Linked DNA regions of Rattus norvegicus: region 1 is linked to region 2. Evidence: chromatin contacts called from public Hi-C data. All regions are on one chromosome and are shown on one strand. The core of a region is the stretch at or near the end of the contact, and the rest is flanking DNA. Distances in the headings are between cores, read along the strand shown. Region 1 overlaps P2rx7 (purinergic receptor P2X 7). Region 2 holds the start of P2rx4 (purinergic receptor P2X 4).

Region 1 (5,128 bases), core at 1,542-4,041, 33 kb before region 2:
TGCATGCATAGGTGGGTCCTGGACACACAGGAGTACTGGCCTTCATGGTTGCTGGCTAAGATCCAATGGTAGAGGAGTGAGCACATTGTATTTTACTAATGTGGACTTGAGGTCCACCCCACGAACTTCCATGATTCCCCCACCTCTGAGAAACCAGTCCTTTCCAGCAGCCGAATGCACAGTCCACTGTTTATTGTCCATTGTCCTTGGGCTCGTGATGGAAACAAAAGTTCAGCCAAGCTCAGGGTGGTGGCATTGGCCTGCTGTGCCAGCAGTAGGTAGACAGAGGAAGGAGGAGGGCACGTTTGAGGCTAGTCCAGACTGGAGAGTAAGTAAGACTGAACCTCAGAGAAGAAAACCAGGCAGTGGTGGTGTTCGCCTTTAACCTCAGCACTTGGATGACAGAGGCAGGCAGATCTCTGAGTTCCAGGCCAGCCTGATCCACAGAGTGAGTTCCAGGACAGCCACGGCTACACAGAGAAACCCTGCGTCAAAATAAAATAAAGAAAATAAGGAGAGAATAAGAAGGAAAGAAAGAAGAAAGGAGAGGAGAGGGGGGCAGGGAACGAAGAAGGAAGGGGAAGAGGAAAAGAAAAGGAAGATTAGTTCACCTTTGTTGGGGATTTAGCTCAGCGGTAGAGCACTTGCCTAGCAAACGCAAAGCCCTGGGTTCGGTCCCCAGCTCCGAAAAATAGAAAAAAGAAAGAAAAAAAAAAAAAAAAAAAAAACCTCTCACAGCCTGTCTGGATGAGTAAAATTTACTGCCCTCCAGAGACTGCATCTGGGTAAATGGAACTGGGGAGAGCTTGGCACAGGTCACCACACCGGGCTGGGGTCCCGCTGGACTGTGGGCGGGACCAAGTCATCCGTAGGGGGTGTGGTCTGTGCCTGACTTCCCTTTGGGGCTTTAACCTGACTTGCCCCGTGCTAAATGTGACTGGCAGATGTGTTCATATCTGTCTGGAGAGGTGACTCTTTGACGCTTGCGCACAGAAGCAGACAAACTTTGACCCTTCCTTTACCAGACGTTAAAGTATGTGTCCTTTGTGGACGAGCCCCACATTTGGATGGTGGACCAGCAGCTGCTTGGGAAAAGTCTGCAAGATGTCAAAGGTCAAGAGGTCCCGGTAAGTGAAAACAGTGAGTCGTTTTGTTTTTTGGTTTTTTTGTTGTTGTTGTTTTTGGTTTTGGTTTTGGTTTTTTGTTTTTTAGGAGATTTTGCTCTTAAGTATACATGATTGTAGAGATTTATATAAATCAAAGGTGATAGATTTGGGGGCTGGGGATTTAGCTCAGTGGTAGAGCGCTTACCTAGGAAGCGCAAGGCCCTGGGTTCGGTCCCCAGCTCCGAAAAAAAGAACCAAAAAAAAAAAAAAAAAAAAGGTGATAGATTTTGACAAAATAACATAGTTGTGAAACCAACATCCAGATTTTTAAAAAAAAATTAGTTGTTCGGGAACTGGTCGGATGGCTCTGAGGGTAAAGGCAGTTACCACTGAGGCTGATGACCCAAGTTAGATCCCTGGAGCCCACACGGGGAGGGAAAGAACCAATTCTAGCAAGTTAGCCTCTGATCTCCCTACACTGACTGTGTTTTACACACACACACACACACACACACACACACACACACCACACAAATCTAATAAAAATGATTTAAAATCAGATGGCTAGGGGTATAGCTCATAGTAGATTTGGGGGGGGGTGGTAATTAGTTTTTTTTGTTTGTTTGTTTTGTTTTGTTTTGTTTTGAGACAGGGTCTCTCTGCGTAACCCTGCCTGCCCTGGAGCTCACTATGTAGACCAGGCTGGCATCAAAAGTGGCCTCTGCCTCCTGGTTGCTGGGATTTCATAGTAGAGATTTATCCAGAAAAGAGACAGAGAAAGACTGAATATTCCAAAAGTCCCTTCCATGCCCCTCCTAAATTGTCATCTTTCCTTAAAAGTGGTCCCCGTCTTGCATCTAAGGATTGGGTAGCCTTGGTCGGACTAGAACTCTTATAGAGACCAGGTTGACCTAGAACTCAGAGACCTCCTGAGGGCTGGGATTACAGGCATGTGCCACCACAGCAGTTTAAGGATTATTTTTACGGATTCTGCGGTTTTATAAAAGTTGGCCTGTGCCAGCTGGGTAGAGCTGTCTACACCTGTAACTCCAGGACTTGAGAGGTCGAGGCAGGGAGATCACTGGGAAACCAGATGAGACCAAGTGACAAAGGAAAACTGGACTGTGTATTTTAAAAGTCTTACACACGCTGCTACAAGAGCTACCTGACACAGAAAATAGCTCATTCTCCCTTTCGTATGATTTCTGTCTTGTAAACATTCAGTTTATTTACCTGTTTCAGTGAGGAAGGGCATTTGGGAAGTTTCTAATATGGAGGGGCGGGGGGGAGGGGGGCAGCAAATGCCAATCATGCCAGCATTCTGCCGGGTGATCACCTGAGTGTCTGGGCTGGCGGCTGGCAGCTGGAGTACATTCAGTGTCAGTGGATACCAACAAACAGCCACAAAGTTCATTTGTGCTCCCACACAGTTCCGGTCCTTGGGCACCTTTGTCAGCTGTATTGATTTCCTGTGGCCCTAACCAGTGACCACGAATGAAGTAGCATAAAACATCAGGCTTGCTCTGTCAGTCCAGAGGGTAAATGGCTGAAGTGAAGGTCTTCGTAGGGCAATGGTTCCCCCGGGAGTCTTCAGGGAAGAATCTTCCCCTTGTGTCCCAGCACTGCCTAGGCCCCGGCAGCCTGGCAGGCTGCCCCACTGAGTGTGGAAAGCACTGGCCTCTACCTCATTTCCTGCCTCAGCAGACAGCCCGTCTAGTTCATTCTCTGCCACGGGTTTTTGGTGCGCTTATAAGAAGGCGGTATCAGATTCAAGAACATTCCCTCTCGTGTTTAGTTCGTCAGGAATTCTTATCAGAAATGGATTTGGAATGTTAAAAAATTTTTTCTGAAGCAATCTGGGAGGTTTTCTCTTTCCTGTGATGTGTTGAATTTCAATGCCCGATCTAAGTTGGGGAATGCTGGGACTTGAGCCTAAGGCCTTGCATATCATAGGTTAACACCACTGAGCCATGCCCTTCTGAATGTAATTGGTGAATGGCTAGGGATGGCTCCTCCCCCCCGCCCCCGCTGGCGGGACTCACTGACTCACAGCGGCTGGGTATGTGTGTAGGAACGAGTGGATGTCTGTTCATGTGAATGCACCGCGTGCACACATGTGGGTGTACACCAGAAGTTGTTACTTGTTTCCCTTAATCGCTCTCCACGTTACTGTTTCAAGACAGAGACTCTCACTGAACTCAGGGCTCACTAATTCTGCTAGGCTGGCTGGCCGGGTTGCTCCAGGGATCCTCCTGCCTCTGTGTCCTTGGCCCTGGGACTTGAGGTGCACCGGGCTCAGCTTGGGATCTAACGCAGGTCCTTCCGCTTGCATGGCGAAGTGCTTTACCGACTGAGCCATCTTGTCCCACAACTTTCCATTGCGATGTGATGGGCCATTCTTTGTAGTTATTAATGGATCGGATTCCATTGTTTAGGACTTTCATAGCTCATCTTGGGGAGAACCTGACCAAAATTTTCCTTTCTTGTAATGTCCTTGTGGACTACAGGTAGAAAGTGAGCTACTTTGCTGGGCGTCCTGATAGATCTCTGTAACCCCAGCATTTGTGAGGTACAGGCAGGAATATCAGGAGTTCAAGACCCTGCCTTACATAGTGTTTTGGGTCAACCTGGGCTACAAGAACTCCATCTCAAAAAAAAAAAAAAAAAAAAAGGTTCTTAGTGTTTGGGAGTGTAACCGTTCATGGCACATAATTCAGTGATGCCCACATGTCACAATCCAGTCAAGGCCACCAGCCCCAGAGCTCCTGTATCTCCTCAGAAAGAAATCCCATATTCATCAAGCAGCCACTACTCACCTGCTTCCTACTGGCCTGTCTCCTCTTGAAACTCTGCCTAAGATGGGCCATATACCATGTGACCTCTGTGTCACTTCTGTCACTTAGCATTGTGTTTTCAAGACTCATCTACGTTGCTGTGTGTGCCCGGTTCGGTCTGTTTTGTGGCTTCATAGTATTCCTGGACAGACAGACTGCCTGTGTGCTTACCCACCCACTGGTTGGTGGATGCTGGGTTGTTTCAGCCTTTTGGCTGTTACGGATGGTGCTAGGTTCACATACACAAACCATTCCGTTTGAATGTATTTGACTCGGGTCTTCATCCAGGAAACGAAGGCGTATGTCACGAAGACTAGGCCCAGCCGTTTTGGCAACTTCTTTAGAAGATAACAAATGGTTATGCCAGTAGAGAGAGAGAGTAGGAACGAGTCAATGAGTGTTTTCTATCTACTGTATACTGATCTCTGCCCCTGCACCAGGGACATGCGGCAAATAAACAGAATTCTTGCTTTCCCCTGGAAGGCAGGCGTCAACAAGGAAACGTACTAGCCAGTTAGGTCTCTTAGGAGGGGGCCAGTCCCAGAAGATAGTCCCACTATCTTGATGTGACTGGAGAATTGCCCAGGGAGAGTCACACCCTCAGAAGGCAGCCAGGGGAAGAGGCTCTGATCCAGTTGGTAGCTAGCTGCCTTTTCTGAACTTCATTTTCCAAAGATAAACATCTATACAAGAGGTTCTTAGCAGGCTCGACAGCAGCCCAGCCCTGATGCAGACGTCTGGCAAGTGGTAGCTTTGCCAGACGCGGTGATACTGAATGCGATTACGTAGGTTGATAGAACTCGAGGGGTTACTGTCGCTGATGGGTCTGGAAACTTGACTTTTTCAGAGACCCCAGACGGACTTCTTGGAACTGTCTAGGCTCTCCCTCTCTCTCCACCACTCACCCCCAATTCCTGGACAACCTGAGGAAATGCAGCTGCTCCAGATAGAAGCGGTTCCTAGGTCCAGGGACAGCCCAGATTGGTGCCAGTGTGGAAACTGCCTCCCGTCTCAACTACCAGAGAACCGCAGGGCCCTGGAGGAGCTGTGCTGCCGGAGGAAGCCAGGACAGTGCATCACTACCTCTGAGCTCTTCAGTAAGATCGTGCTATCCAGAGAGGCCCTGCAGCTCCTCCTGCTCTACCAGGAGCCCTTGCTGGCGCTGGAGGGAGAGGCCATCAACAGCAA
Region 2 (4,726 bases), core at 779-3,278:
GAGTAATCACCACCTGGAGAGGGTCCAGGAGATACCATGAGAACAGCTTGAAGCAGAGAGAGCCAGACCAATACTAAAAATCCAAGTATCTGGGGGATTTTGGCTGGGAGACAGGCAGCTTATCTTAGAGAATCAGAACGGATCAAGAACTGCTTAGATACTGTGCTGCAAAGCCTATTAAATAAATCTAATAGTTTCCGTCTCATTTGAGAGCTGGCTAGGATAGAGAAGAAAACCTTAACATTTGTAAAAATGGCTCATGACACACATCAGGTAGCTTACGACTGCCCACAACTCCAGTTCCACGGGATCCAGTGTCCCCCGGCACATGTGTCATACGCACACAAGTACCCGTAACAGGAAATAAGTCCTTTAAAAATGAATACATGATTTTTTTTAAAGATATCACAAAATAAGAAGCAGTCAGGGCTGGCAATGTAACTCCAGAGCCTTTGTCTTGCATATGAAAACGCAGAATGATTTCGAGAGGAATTAAGGAAATGTCACGTGGCTTATTCTTGTGTCTCAGAATTTTTGTAAACAATGTATTAGGAGGGGGCGGGCACATACCATGGCACATGTGGAAGACAGTCATGCAAGTTCTTCTTCCACCACGGGGGTCCTAGGGATTAAACTCAGGTTGTGAAGTTTGGCAGTATCTATGCCTACTCACTGACTGTAGAGGGAAACAGGGTCTCACTCTATACTTAGAACTCGGTATACAGACCAGGCTGGTTTTGAACTTGTGCCGATCCTCCCAGCTCTGCTTTCGGACTGCTGGGATTAGAGACGCCATACCAGGATGGTATGTTTTTAAGACTAAGCCATAGATTAAAACTTATAATCATTCAAATCGCATGATGTGTCTCTGGTAACACAGCGCTATGATTTGTGTGTGAAGAGTTCTCCTAAAGCCTTCATGTGTCGAAGGGTTCTTCCCCACACGGGAGATAGAACACTGAGAGAGGACTGGATTCTGGGAGCGATATGAGCGAATCATAACATTGGGAGATGGTACAAAGGAGGGGAAGGCAGTTGGAGTAACTAATTCACTAAGAGCTGGTGTTGGAAAGACACGTCTTGTTCCCATGCCTTTCCGTAAGGTCAACTCCACCACGCTCGCTCAGATCAGAGGAGCCAACTCTGATGGAAGCCTCTGAAACCATGAGCCTAGATGCATCTTCCTCCCCTTTGTTTCCTCTCAGGTTTCCGACACAGTGACCAAAAGCTGAAGCGAACACATATGGAATAAAAGATTTGGAAAAATGAAAAGAACTGTGAGGAATCTGATTAGAACCTAAAATCTCACGGATGTGACCTGCACAGGGCTGAGACGCTCTCCTCCTACGCTCACTGCACTGTACCTGGTGTAAGGAAGATAGCTATTAACAGTTCTTGGTTGTATCTGTTACACTAAATATAAAACACCTATAAAAACACAGCTCAAGGGAATGGATGTATGTGACGCGTAACACTGTCAACTCAAGTCACTCACTGGCTTGAATTTTTCCAGTTTTCCCTAAGCTTGTGATGAGATATCCTCAGTGGCAAGATGGCTTCAAGGACACCTACCATGCTCTGGCTGTTTCCTTTTCTCAGAGGCAACTAAGTTATCGGACTTGGGGCAGGGACACCGCCTGACTTCAGTTCTAGGAGGGATATATGGTGGCGTGTGTGGCTGACTACTACAGACATCCCTTGACAGGTTCTCTAGGAATGTAACTCTTACCCAAGTTCCTCTGGGGCACGGCTTGTTCTGCATCCAAACTGCTGAGGTGTCCTTTGCAACCGGGAGGAACCCATCTGCCTCTCAAGTCCTAGGCCTGAGGGGGTCATTACCCTTGTTACTCTCGAGCTGACCCTGCTCCCTGGACCCCTGCCCCTGAGGTAATTCGTCCCTTAGGGCTAAGGCACTCTGGGTTGTTAGTCTCGCCCCTTGAGGGGGTCACGGGTCGGGGCGTCACCCCGGGGTGGCGGAGGGGGAGGAGACGCGATCCTCAGGCCTCGCACCGCCTATTTCCGGGCGTCGCAGCGAGCCTGCCGGAGCTGGTGGGTGGAGCTGCGGCCGGGAGCCGGCGGTGGCGAGGGGACCCACAGTGGCCAAGGCGCGGAGCGGTCGGCGGAGCCATGGCGGGCTGCTGCTCCGTGCTCGGGTCCTTCCTGTTCGAGTACGACACGCCGCGCATCGTGCTCATCCGCAGCCGTAAAGTGGGGCTCATGAACCGCGCGGTGCAGCTGCTCATCCTGGCTTACGTCATCGGGTGAGCGGGCCTGGGGAGGGGCCGCGGCTAGGGGAACCCAGACTGCCGGAGACCTGGCAGCGCCCCCTGGCTCGCCCTCGGAGCTCGGGGCACCCGCTGAACCGGCCAAGCCCCTCCTCCTCCTCCCCAAGTTCAAGAGGCAGCGACACGCCCTCGCCGGGCTCTAGCCACCTGGAACCGGCTTGAACGGGACACTGGGGACAACTGGAGGTCCTACGAGCTGAGCCTTGTCTTAGCTAGACCGTCACCCCATCTTTCTTGCACCCTTACCTTCCGACTTGCTCCATGATGCTCTTTGACTTGGTGAAGGGACTGCGCAGGGAGGGCTGAACTCTTAACGCCACAGTCTTCCCGCTTCCAAGGCTCGTGATTTTCATTCGGTACTTTCTGGGTCTGTGGTTTTGGTTCCTTTAAGAAGCGTTTGATAACCCAGGACCACTTCCCAAAAGTGAGATGTCACACTTCCCAAAAGTGTCTTAAGGGGTCACTCATTTCCTTTGCCTTGTTGGATTGGTTGGGAATAGGAGTACCTGCCTGATTTTGATTCTAAACTCTGCTCCCCGAATACTGTTTATATATACCTCCCACCACTTGGCATTATTAAATGGTTAATTTTAATTGGACGCACCTGTAAGAATTTAATACACCCCAGGAGAGGTGGTGAACGCTACCTTGCCTCCGGGGCCCAATTTCAAGGTATTCAAGTGTCAACAGCTGCTAGCGTGACAGGTGGATCTGTTTTCTTACTCTTTCTAAAGGGCCTAAAAGCACGGGTCCCTAAACTACACATTGGAATCACCTAGGAATCCACAGAAAACATAGATTGCCCATTCACAAGCTGACACAGAGGGCTTACCAACCTCAGTGCCGGACCACACTCACCTGAGAAATTTTTGTGTGACCTTGGGTAGATGAATTAGGTACACAGGTGGTTGGAGAGGCCGCTCAGTGGTTAAGAATGCCTAAGACACAGCCTTTAATCCTAGGACTGGGGTGGGAGAGGCGGCGGATATCTGTGAGTTCAAAGCCAGCCTGGTCTACCAGAATTACGTAGTGTCTCAGATAAATAACAAGCCAGCAGGTCTCCTGCTTGGTGTGAGGTCTGGAATCTGTTCAGACCGCCTTAGGGCATTCGAAAGAAGGCAGGTTTCCCTCACAAGGTTGCAGGTTCCAGCATATGGAAGCAGTAGACACTAGGTAAAATTTGCTGAAGCCGGGTTTCGGTAACCAATAAGTCTGCAGTCCCAGCATTTATGGGCCTTGAGGCAGAAAGATGTTGAGTTTAAAGCTAGCCTGGCCTACATGAGATCCTGTCTCCAAACAAGTCCTCTGTAGATAAAGTGTCTTTTTTTTTTTTTTTTTCTTTTTTCTCGGAGCTGGGGCCCGAACTCAGGGCCTTGTGCTTGCTAGTCAAGCGCTCTACCACTGAGCCAAATCCCCAACCCCGATAAAGTGAGTCTTAAGATGAGGCCTTGGAGGATTTATTCAGTCGCCGGTACCTGAAACACCTGGACAGTCAGTCTGGACTTGTTAAGTGTCTGAGGGAGTAGTTTCCAGGGTTCAGGATGAACTCTCAAGTAGTGAGATATGCAGCTAGCCAACTCGGATTGGAAGTATCTAGAATCAGGAGCTCTCGGCTTTTGCTCTTCTGGGCTAATCTGTTCACTGATGAGAGTCTGTGGCTGTTGTCATTTTAAGAGGGCCATGTGCAGCCACTGAGTGCTAAGCTATCTCAATTAAAATGCACTCAAGCTAAAAACAAACAAACAAACAAACAAACAAAACCCCACTAGGTTTTGAAGGTATTTCCAATATAGTAAACCAAGAAAGTTAAATATCAGTACTTCTCCCACTGGGGTACCAAGAGCCTTTTGCATACCAGACTAGCTTTGTGCTAATGTTTAAATGCTGCCTTGGTTTTTGATTACGTATCTGTGTATGAGTGAGGGAACATGCCACATGTGGAGGCCAGAGAACAACTTTTAGGAGTCAGTTTCCCCCTTCCATTGTAGGTTCCGGGGATGGAATTCAGGTCCTTAGACCTGCACAGTGATCACTTTTACCCGATGAAACCACCCCACCAGCCTGTATTGTGAGGAGGTTGTGGGGCCTGGGTTGGACAGGCTCATGTAGCCCAGGCTATCCTACACTGGACTCCCAATCCTGCCTCCACCTCCCAAGTGCAGGATTATGGGTGTACACTACTGAGTCTATTCCACTCTGATACTTTAGAAGTTGATGATGTCTCAGAGTGGCGGAGGCACAAGTCTTTAATCCCATCGCCTGGGGAGACAGAGGAAGGTAGATCTCTTGAGTTTGAGGCTAGCCGGTTCTACAGAATGAGTTTTGGGACAGTCAGGGCTACCCAGAGAAATTCTGCCCCCAGCCCGGAAAAATTCTATATTGGAGCACATAAAAATGTCATTAATTGTTCTCTTCCCTTTCTTTTCTTTAAAGACAAGATC

What was found. Hi-C and Micro-C count contacts between places; a contact is called where the count stands out from the background.
Region 1: a Hi-C map of liver shows a contact between it and region 2, with 2.8 times the contacts expected there. The contact joins the enhancer-like site here to the promoter of P2rx4 in region 2. A contact is called at or near these places in 3 of 12 Hi-C or Micro-C datasets (kidney and liver).

The regions. Positions count from the first base shown.
Region 1 is chr12:39,553,609-39,558,736 of GRCr8, reverse strand. It overlaps P2rx7 (purinergic receptor P2X 7), which reads left to right. Exons shown (of 13, transcript NM_019256.2): 12 at 1,026-1,127; 13 at 4,788-5,128. Among named protein-coding and RNA genes, the nearest start is that of P2rx4, 33 kb to the right of the region's middle. Within about 2 kb of position 2,791, at least 14 of the 93 cell types and tissues checked have an H3K27ac peak or open chromatin away from gene starts, as enhancers often do. A contact at or near this core is called in liver, where this site is marked.
Region 2 is chr12:39,520,391-39,525,116 of GRCr8, reverse strand. It overlaps P2rx4 (purinergic receptor P2X 4), which reads left to right and starts at 2,028. Exons shown (of 12, transcript NM_031594.2): 1 at 2,028-2,261. The coding sequence starts at 2,128.